Linked DNA regions of Pan troglodytes: regions 1 and 3 are each linked to region 2. The links are chromatin contacts, called in public HiChIP or PLAC-seq maps. All regions are on one chromosome and are shown on one strand. Each heading gives the region's core, a stretch centred on a gene start, on an enhancer-like site or on the middle of the called end of the contact. The rest is flanking DNA. Distances are from core to core; before and after follow the strand shown.

Region 1 (3,295 bases), core at 555-3,054, 640 kb after region 2:
ACAGACTCTTGTGGCAGGCTTATAATGCCTCCCCGAAAGATGTCCATGCCCTAGCCCCCAGAACCTGTGGATAGGATACCTTACTTACCATCCATGTTACCCTATGGTAAGAGGGTCTTTGCAGATCTGATTAAGTTGAGGAGGTTGAGACGGAAAGATCATTCTCAATTTTTTGGGCAGACCCAATGTAATCACAGGTGTCGTTAAAAGAAAGAGGCAGAAGCCAGGTGCGGTGGCTCACGCCTGTAATCCCAGTACTTTGGGAGGCTGAGGCGGGCGGATTACTTGAGGTCAGGAGTTCGAGACCAGCCTGGCTAACATGGTGAAACCCCCATCTCTACTAAATATAAAAATTAGCCAGGTGTGGTGGCGCATGCCTGTAATCCCAGCTACTTGGGAGGCTGAGACTGGGAGAATTGTTTGAAACCGGGAGGCAGAAGTTGCAGTGAGCCAAGATTGTGCCACTGCACTCCCACCTGGGTGACTGAGCAAGACTCCATCTCAAAAACAAAAACAAAAGAAAGAAAGAAGCAGGAAGTGAGCAAAGGGATCGTGGAAACAGAGATTTGAGTGATGAAGCCATGAGCCAAGAAATGCCAGCAACATTTGGAAGCTGGATGAGGCACGGAACAGATACTCTCCTTGACCCTCCAAAAAGGGACCAGCCCTGAGGATACCTTCACTTGGGCCCAGTAACACTGATTTGGGACTTCCCGCCTCCAGAGTCATCAGATAACAAATTTGAGTCATTTTAAGCCACTGAGCTTGTGTTAATTTGTGAGAGCAGCAACACGAAACTCCTACACCTTTATTCTAGCATTAGTCACACTGTGTGACAGGTGCCTTTCTCACCCCACTGACAGCTCCTCAGCCTGGGGCACCTTTGTTTCCTGATGGTTTCACACAAAGCCTGGTGCTTCACAAGGGCTCACAAACACTGCTGAATGAATCAACAAGTGGACTCACCTGCTTCATCCCCCACCTGTCTCCGTCAGCCTGAACACACACACACTGTCATACCCACTCCTCTCACCTGCTCACCCACCACCACCCACGTCTCCCAGGAGGACATTTCTATTTTTACCACAGCAGCTCACCTTGGGCTGGCCAGCAAATAGCTGTTTCCCTGGAACATACTGAATTTAAGTGAGGAGAGGGATTTCTCTCAAGGTAATAATTGGACAAATCTGCTGGGAGAAAAAGACTAACATTTTGCTATGGTGGATTTGAAACCCAAGAATTGGCATTGTAGCACAGAAACGTAAAAATATTTCCTAATGAGCCATTGATGTTCGCAAGACACAACCCTGACTCTTCACAATCCCCCTTCCTCCCCACCCCATCTCAGCCCCAAGGTGGTCACCGGAAGGATGGTGAAATCTGTATTTAATGACACTGAAAGATGTCCACTTTATAGCATTAAGGGAGAAAAGCAGATTCCAGAACAGTGTGAATAGCGTGATCCCATTTTGTTAAAAAATTAAATCTACAGACAATGTGTATGTATATACATACATACATAGGTGTACGTGAGTTTATGTACGCATAGAGCAGAGGCTGGAAGATTGGTGAAGATGTTAACAATGGTTTTATGGGGGTTATGGACAGTTGTTTTATCTGTATTTTTAAAATTGTTTTACAAAGAACAAGACTACTAACATAATGGGAAATAAAGTTCAAGTAATTTCAACATTTAAAAAGTGGAGCGTTTTGCGCGGCAGGGCTATTTTTTGTGTGTCCGTTCCTGGACAGCCCCAGCTCGATCCCCCGCCCCTCCTCAAGTGGGAAGCTGGGATCTGGGCTCCCCAGAGCAATGGCGGAAGCTTCGCGCAGCTGCGGGCGGGGAGAGGGACGCGGCCAGGTCGGGGGGCCGGGAGGGGTGCTGGGAATCGGAAAACACAGATATGACCGCGAAGGCGGTTTCTGCCGAATGACCAGATGATGACCCGCTGTGGGCCCAAGGCGGGGTGCGGGGAGCCCGTTCCTGCCCGCGGTCGCTCTCCCTCCCCCACTGCCACACCGGCCCCGCCGAGTCCTCCCCGGTCTCCTGGGCGAGGACAGGTGCCGCCCGAGACCCCGGCCGCAGACAGATGCCCACGGTCACTCCGGCCTTCCTCGGCCCCATTCGCCGCACACCCCCTTCCTGCGGTGGCGTTTTTGTTTTAACTCTTCTGAACTGGTTACAAAACCACACTCCCACGAATACATAAATAATGGGTGGGGGGCGATGTTTTAAAGAAATTCCCGCAAGGCCTGGCAAGGCAACAGCAACTGCATTTCTGCTGCATCATATTTAACTGTTTGCAGGCTGCTGCGGGAGATGCGCGGTGGCGGCGAGACTCGGGCTCCACAGCCCTTCTCCGCCCGGGGCCTGGCGAGACTCGCGTGGGGATTAAGAGGCAAGGAGAGGGTGTCAGCGATCGGGCGCCGGCAAGATGTGACGGGGGGTGATAAGCGTAAGGCCGCAGCGTGCCCACAAGCCGGGCACCCATCGGGTCGGCCGGCAATTGCTCCCTCCGCCCGCGCGGCCCCTTTAAGAGCCAGCGCGCGCCCCCGCCCCGCGAGCGCCGACTTTCCCTAGCAACCGCCCCGGGGGAGGGGGAGGTCGTGGTAACCGCGCGCCAGACGCGAGGATCACGTGACGGCCCGCAGCTGGAACGCGAGCGCGCGCCCCGCCGCGCTCCCGCCCGCCGGGGCCTGGGCGCTGCGGCGCGTGCGCGAGCGGTGCCGCACCGGCCGCGGGCGCAGGGAGTATTATGGGCTGTGGGTGCCGCTGAGCAAGATGGAGCTGTCTGCAGTGGGCGAGCGGGTCTTCGCGGCCGAATCCATCATCAAACGGCGGATCCGAAAGGTGAGCCGCCGCCCGGGGCGGGCCGCCGCTGTCCGCAGCCGGGGCCGGGGCCGGGGGCCCTCGGGGCGAAGCGGTCCCGCTAGCCCGGCTCCCTCGCCCAGCCCCGCGCCGCCGCCTCCTCGCGTCCCCGCATCCTCCCCACCCCCACTCCCGTTTTTCTCCCCTCTGTTTTTCAGGGACGCATCGAGTACCTGGTGAAATGGAAGGGGTGGGCGATCAAGTGAGTGTCGCGGGGTCCGGGGGCGTCGCGGGAGGGGAGGCAGCGGGCACCGGGGCCTGGGGTGGGGGTGCGCGCTCTTGCTCTCGCCGCGTGCCTGTCCCTCTCTGGTCTTCATCCTGATTTTGTGCGTTTGTGACTCGGCAGGTACAGCACTTGGGAGCCCGAGGAGAACATCCTGGACTCGCGGCTCATTGCAGCCTTCGAGCAAAAGTGAGTTGTTGGGG
Region 2 (3,138 bases), core at 385-2,884:
TATCTGAAGGGGTGTCTTCCTCCTTTATGCACTGAGGGATCATGGCAACGTAACCAGTGTAGTCTGGCTTCCTATCTCCTTCAGTGATATCCACTTCACTGCCCAGCTCTAAACTAAAGGAATGATCTGGAGTGGAGGACAGGACCCCTGAGGAAAGGGGAAGAGGTTGCAAGAAGGTGAAGGGGGCAACCTGGTCGGGTTTTGTTAAACTTTCTGGGAGATGGCCAATTGGGTTCACCGTCTGGGGGGGCTCCTTATTAGTCTCCTGGACTAGGGGGGCAAAGAGATCACAAGTGTCATCCAACGTGGTCAGAAGGTCATCTGGCATGGTTTCCAGGTCATCTATACCCAACAGGGCATCCAAGTCGAACTCCTTCAAATCCATTTTCTCCAACATCCAATCTGTCCCGGAGAAGGCATCCTCTGCAAAACATTTGAGTGATGGGGCCAAGTGAGTCAGATACAAAGGTAGGAGGCCCCTAACCCTAGATCCCACCCGGACGATGTGGTGGTGGCCCACTCACCCTTGCTGTTGTTGGAGGGACTGACCAACCCATCCACAGCCAGCCATTCGGAGGAGCCCGCCTTAGCCTTGTCGCTGGAGAACCCATGAGGTTTGAAGTGCTTGGCCACCTCCAGGTAATCATCTAAGAGACCTAGGCTTTCTTCAGCCCCCAAACCCGACTGGTCGAAGGGGGACATCAAGTCCCCCACCAACACCTCGCTGCTCAGGAAGCTCATTTCGGTCATGTTGTGGTGCTTTGCTGGAATCGAGGAATGTGCTTAATTCGAAGGTGTCTTTGTCGGTTACAGCAACGCTGCTGCTGAATGCCGTGAGAAGCCTGAATGAGAATCAGAAGCCAACTCCCATTAGAGGTTAGCTGTTCTGAGAATTTCATCCTTCCACTTATGAGGCGGGACTTCTCTAGATCGGCCATCTAGAGAATCGGGAACAGGGCAGTTGTATCTGCCCCTCCCTGCTTGCAACTCAGGTTCCACAAAATGGACGCTCACGGAGACCAGGCAATTCTTCCACCGGCCGCCAAGAGGAAGGCGCTCCGTCCCCACGTCCAAATGCGGCCAGGGCGGCCGCGCCCCGCCCACCGCCCGCCCTTGACTCACGCCCGCGCCGCCGCCCTGCCGCCGCCATCTTGGTTCCTGCCACGTTTCGCGGGGCAACAGCCAAGACCCCTGGGACCCTTGCGGGGCTCGGGGTCCGAGGGCTGTAGGGCCCCTGGGGAAGCAGTCCGGGCACCCGACTGCGCTTTCCCGATCCCAGGCACGCGAGCGTCTCGGGGACACCCAAGCAAAGACCACGCGTCCCGGGCGCTCGTTAAATCGCTTCCCCCTTGGCGGCACCGCCCTGGCCCCAGGCCGCACCCCACCAATCCAAAACCCGCGTCGGCCCCAGGAGCACAGCTGGACGACCCGCCCCGGTACTCACGCCATGGCTTAAGCCGCTGGGGGTTGCCGCTGCAGAGCCTGGTGCTGCTGCCGCCGCTGCAAAGGCCAATGCTGCCGCAGGCACTGCTGCCCCTAATACGCCATGGTGGCCGTGGACCCTGAGGGCGGGGAGGAGGGAAAACGCACACGTGCAGGGAAAACTACATCTGTGGGCGGGCAAAGTAGAAATGGCTGCAGTGGCCGCCCGCCGGCCCTTTATAGATTTCGTCTCTATGGGGACGCAGCACAGACGCATCCTTCCGCCGCGACCACGTGACCGTCTCCTCCCGCCCGCTCCCTTCCCTCCCTCCCTTTGACGCCCCAACCGTTTATGCCCAGGGCGTAGCTGTGACGAGAAAAGGAGTTTGTTCTTATGGCCTCACGAAAGGAGAGAGGCGTACTACTTTACTAGGCTTCTATGATCAGAGTCCGTTCTTTCCTTCGCCGCCGGAGCGCGGAGTGATCTCCCAGACACGCCTCGCTTCCGGTGTCAGCGCAGTGGGCGGGGAAAGGTCGTTTTCCGGCGAAGAGTTTTTATTGTGAAGGGCGAGGACGCCAGGTTATCGCGCGAGGTGCTGGCGAAGAGCGCGCGTCAAGGTGATTGGCCCAGGCCCGGTGAATCATATATACCTCGAGCTCTTATTGGCTCAGGGCCCTAGATGGGCGGCTGCTGGGAGAGGGATCCCGGGGTCCGCGTGGGAAGGGTAGGGGTCTCGGGTCTCTGCTAGGTCTCTGCTAGTCCTCAGCCAGCCTCGCCTGCTGGCCCGCCACGATCGCGCTGGCTCCTGCCCCCAGGCGGCCTTAGCCCAGCGCACCCCTTAGTGGCCTCAGGGACCAGCCCCTGCGGTCGGATCCCGCCGCCCTCAGTGGAGGTCCGCACTGGTGGCCCCGCCGCCGCTCCCAGCCTGCGCGTCCTTCGGTTGCGGGTGGTGATTTGTGGCCTGCGGAAACCGGGGGGTTACCTGTTCCAAGCCTGAGTTTTCCAGAGGCCCCATTCATAGCCGACACGGCGCTGCTGCCCCCGGGAGGTTGAAGGGGCCTCGAGAGGGCGCGCCGGGCCTGTCCACCTACCCCCAAAGGCCGGCTGAGTCTGCATGGCTCCTCCTAAACTCTGGAAAGGAGCCGGGAAGACGCGCCGTCCTGTCGCCCAACCTGGGTTTTTACAATTTTCATCCGGCTCAAGTGCAAGGCTGCCACAGAATAGCATCATAGAGGAACTTCTGGTGTCCGAAGATTGCGTTCTCCTAAGAACAAGATTTTCTTCGCTGCCGTCTCCCTGGGGTAGTTCGGATTCACTCCGGATTCTGAACTCCCCGGCCTAACCCGCTTTTCAGCAGTCACGCCCATGGCCCAGGGAGGAGAGGCGCTTGGGAACCCACGGCCACTTACTGGGGGTTGTGCGTTGGGAAGGGGTAGTCTGTTTTAAGAATACAAGAAACCTCCCCATCATCTTTCAGCCCCTTCCAGTCAGGCCCTGTGAAGGTGGAAACTTTGAGTTTCCGCCTCCATTTCACTGGGCCACACAAGTATGAGCGCTGTGATATCAAACCACCAGGGAAGCACTGCTCTAAATAACCACAGGCCATCTGCTGCGCTCATTCAACCTCGCCCACAAATCCTTTCCAATGGTAAACCGTGGCCCAATGGGATGAAGCTTCTTGCTCAAAGTCACAAGGCTCCCAGTGGAGGGAGTAT
Region 3 (2,848 bases), core at 102-2,601, 760 kb after region 2:
CCAGAGATGAGGAGTCAGAGAGGCCCTTCCCCTACCTGGATGCTGCCCCTACGTCTGATTTGAATTCTCCTTTCATTGCTCCATTCAGCAGACACTCAGACCGGAGCCAGGCTCGGTACCAGGCTCTGGAGAGCTTGTCCATGTCCTCAAAGAGCTTGCAGTCTAAACCTAGGAGTGATAATGGCCAGCAGGAGACTCTTCTCTTTCCAGAGCAGGCAATGGAGGCCCAGGAAAGGGGACTGTTTTTGTCTGGAGTTGGGCTGAAGCCACTTTAGCATGAGGGTTTTGCCTTTCCTCAATCCTCCGACCCCACAGCCTTCCTGTTCCTGCCTCGGTGATTTTGTCATTCTTGTCTCGTTTCCTCTTGGTACTTTAAAAGTAAAATAACGACTGTTCATCTGCCCTTAGAAGGGCTGGCACAGAAAGAGATTCATCCCAAGCTGTGCACCTGCTCTATCTGTACAGTTGGCGGATGGGGAGCCAAGGAACAGGACCCCCGGAGTCAGGCAGCATTTTACTCAAACGCTGAGAACTCGTTCCAAGTCTGAGTAAGGTAGAAGAATGAGTGGCCAGCCCTGCCTTCCCACAGCTCAAGTGCAGCAAGCACCGTCCTTAAAACAGAAGAGCTGGCCGGGCGCGGTGGCTCATACCTGTAATCCTAGTACTTTGGGAAGCCGAGGCGGGAGGATCACTGGAGCTCAGGAGTTCGTGACCAGCCTAGGCAAACATAGTGAGATCTCGTCTCTATTTAAATAAAATAGAAAATCTGTTTAAAACAAACAAAAAATAGAAGAGCTGTCGTGAAACTTGGGTGCTCTGGGTAAAGCTTGGGAAGAGGCAGGGCCTCCCAGCATGTCTGGAATCCCCAAATTAGCAACCTGTTTCCTTGTCTGAAAAATGGGTGTAGAAATGGCCGGCTAAGAGGACAACGGCACTGGTGCCGGGTGTTGAGCAAGCCCTCGACAGCCTCACCGAGAGCGCACCAAGGGCCACCCACGCGCTGCCGCTCCCAGGGCTCCCACCCTCCCCTCGGACGCCGGCCTGGTGAACCAGGCTGCAGGCGCGCGTGGGGGCGCTCAGAGCTGTCTCAGGTGTTCTGAGCCGCCAGATCGGGAGTCCAGTGCCCTGCTGAGCCCGAGCCCCAGCACAGGCTCCCGTCGCGTCCTCCCGCAGCCCGGGGTCCCCGCCCGCCCAGCGCCTCCCACGCGCGGACTCCTAGGCTGAGCGCGCAGGGCAGCGGGGCCTACGCGGGGGCGGGGCGAGCCGGGGCTTTGTGTTCAAACCGGCCAATGGGTGGCGGCGGTGGGCGGTGACGGCCGGCAGGGCCTGGCCAATGGGCTGCGGCCTGTCAGCGTTGACTGACAGGCGCACACATACAGAGTCGGCCACACGCGCGCCGCCCGGCCCCACTCGCGCAGCGCGGGCCTCCGCCGGCCGCATTGTCCGCCCGCCCGCCTTGTCCCGCGTCGCCGCTCTTCGCGTGCCCGCGCGCCCCGGGCCCGGCCGCTGTGTCGCCCTGAGCGGAGCGCCGCCCGCGGGATCCCCACGCGGAAAGGGGGCGCGCCCCGGCGGCGGCCTGGCCTCGGACGCCCCCGGCCGGGCTAGAAGCCGCCGCGGCAGCAGGTGAGTGCGGGCGAGCTCAGGAGAGGGTTGGGGGGCCGCGGCCCGGCCTGACCCCGGGTCACCGTCGGGCCACTCGGGCGGGGCCGCGCCGCCAGGCCTGCTTCCTCCTCTCCGGGCTGCGCTGGGCCGGCTCCAGCCTCCACCCGGGTCCGCGGCCCGCGCCCTGACTCACCTCCTGGCCCCCGCCCCGCCTGCCGCGCCACTGGTCAGCCGGGAGGGCGGTGTCTGCGGGCGGGACTTCCCGGGCAGCCTCCCGGGAGGAGGAGGGCAAAGGCCGACTGCCCCAACCCGGCCCCGGGCAGCGCCTACGGGTTTTGTGCCAGACAGGCCGTTTCCAGGGACAGGCAGTTCCCAGCCTCTGCCTGTCAGAACTCAGGGCCTCAGAGGAAGGCCCGTTTTGTTCAGTTCTAAAACAAAACAAAACAAAGCAATGGGGGGCGCGGTGTGACTTAGAGAGCCAGGAGGCGCGCCTTTGGTGACAATTTCTGCAGGTTTGGCCTGTGGGGATGAGGGCAGAGGGAGTTAGCACCGGGCATTTGGCAGGTCCCACAAGGGCGTGTGGCCTGGCTGTGCCCAGGGAGTGGAAATGTCACGAGGAAGATGCCCCAGATCTGGTTTAAGTCTGAAGATGGATGGAGATGTTTGTGATGGGGAAGGGCGGAATTGAGAAAGGAAGTCGCCCAGCTGAGAAGTGGGGAAGGATGCTTTCGATGAGCGTTTCCTAACTGATTGTTAGGGAGGAGGTGGGGCGGGGGTGGTGTCTATTATGATTCGCAGTAGTAGATTTCAGCTCCTAGAGGCTCACTTCTTGTTTTGGAGAATGGGGCCTCGACCTTTTTCATCTTGTGAAACCCAGACTCAATGGTAAACTGTTTTGTGATGCCAGGATGCCGCAGGAAAGACTAAGAGGCATCTCTGGAAGTTCTGGGAGGGCGGAGGCGGGTGCTGACAGTTTTCAGCACTCCCCCCTCAACCTCCATCAGAATATTTAGTTCTTCCCAGCGGCAGCTTGGGTATGGTATAAACATGTTGCCTTGTTTCTGCCCTGGGCAAAGGTGTCACCTCCTTCAGCAGGACAGAGGCTAAGAGGAGTCCCTGTGTGTGCAGCTGGAGCCTTCAGGTAGGGACCGTACGGGCGGGGCAGGGAGGGGGGAGGGGAGATTACCTTATAAGGACAGGAATAGAGACAAGGACCCAGGCCAACTTCCTGCTTTTCCTACTACCA

The links. HiChIP or PLAC-seq counts read pairs in DNA pulled down with a chosen protein or histone mark.
Region 1: an H3K4me3 HiChIP or PLAC-seq map of stem cell-derived excitatory neurons shows a contact between it and region 2, with 6 times the contacts expected there. The contact joins the promoter of CBX6 here to the promoter of ATF4 in region 2. A contact is called at or near these places in 1 of 7 Hi-C or Micro-C datasets (stem cell-derived neural progenitor cells) and 1 of 1 datasets of contacts at active chromatin or transcription factors (stem cell-derived excitatory neurons).
Region 3: an H3K4me3 HiChIP or PLAC-seq map of stem cell-derived excitatory neurons shows a contact between it and region 2, with 9 times the contacts expected there. The contact joins the promoter of SUN2 here to the promoter of ATF4 in region 2. A contact is called at or near these places in 1 of 7 Hi-C or Micro-C datasets (stem cell-derived neural progenitor cells) and 1 of 1 datasets of contacts at active chromatin or transcription factors (stem cell-derived excitatory neurons).

Annotation. Positions count from the first base shown.
Region 1 is chr23:40,874,762-40,878,056 of NHGRI_mPanTro3-v2.0_pri, reverse strand. CBX6 (chromobox 6) reads left to right here and starts at 1,804. Exons shown (of 5, transcript XM_016939189.4): 1 at 1,804-2,851; 2 at 3,028-3,071; 3 at 3,216-3,281. The coding sequence starts at 2,783.
Region 2 is chr23:41,517,189-41,520,326 of NHGRI_mPanTro3-v2.0_pri, reverse strand. ATF4 (activating transcription factor 4) reads right to left here and starts at 1,634. Exons shown (of 3, transcript NM_001252517.2): 1 at 1,445-1,634; 2 at 525-842; 3 at 1-423. The coding sequence starts at 750.
Region 3 is chr23:40,760,329-40,763,176 of NHGRI_mPanTro3-v2.0_pri, reverse strand. SUN2 (Sad1 and UNC84 domain containing 2) reads left to right here and starts at 1,351. Exons shown (of 19, transcript XM_016939182.4): 1 at 1,351-1,623; 2 at 2,679-2,743.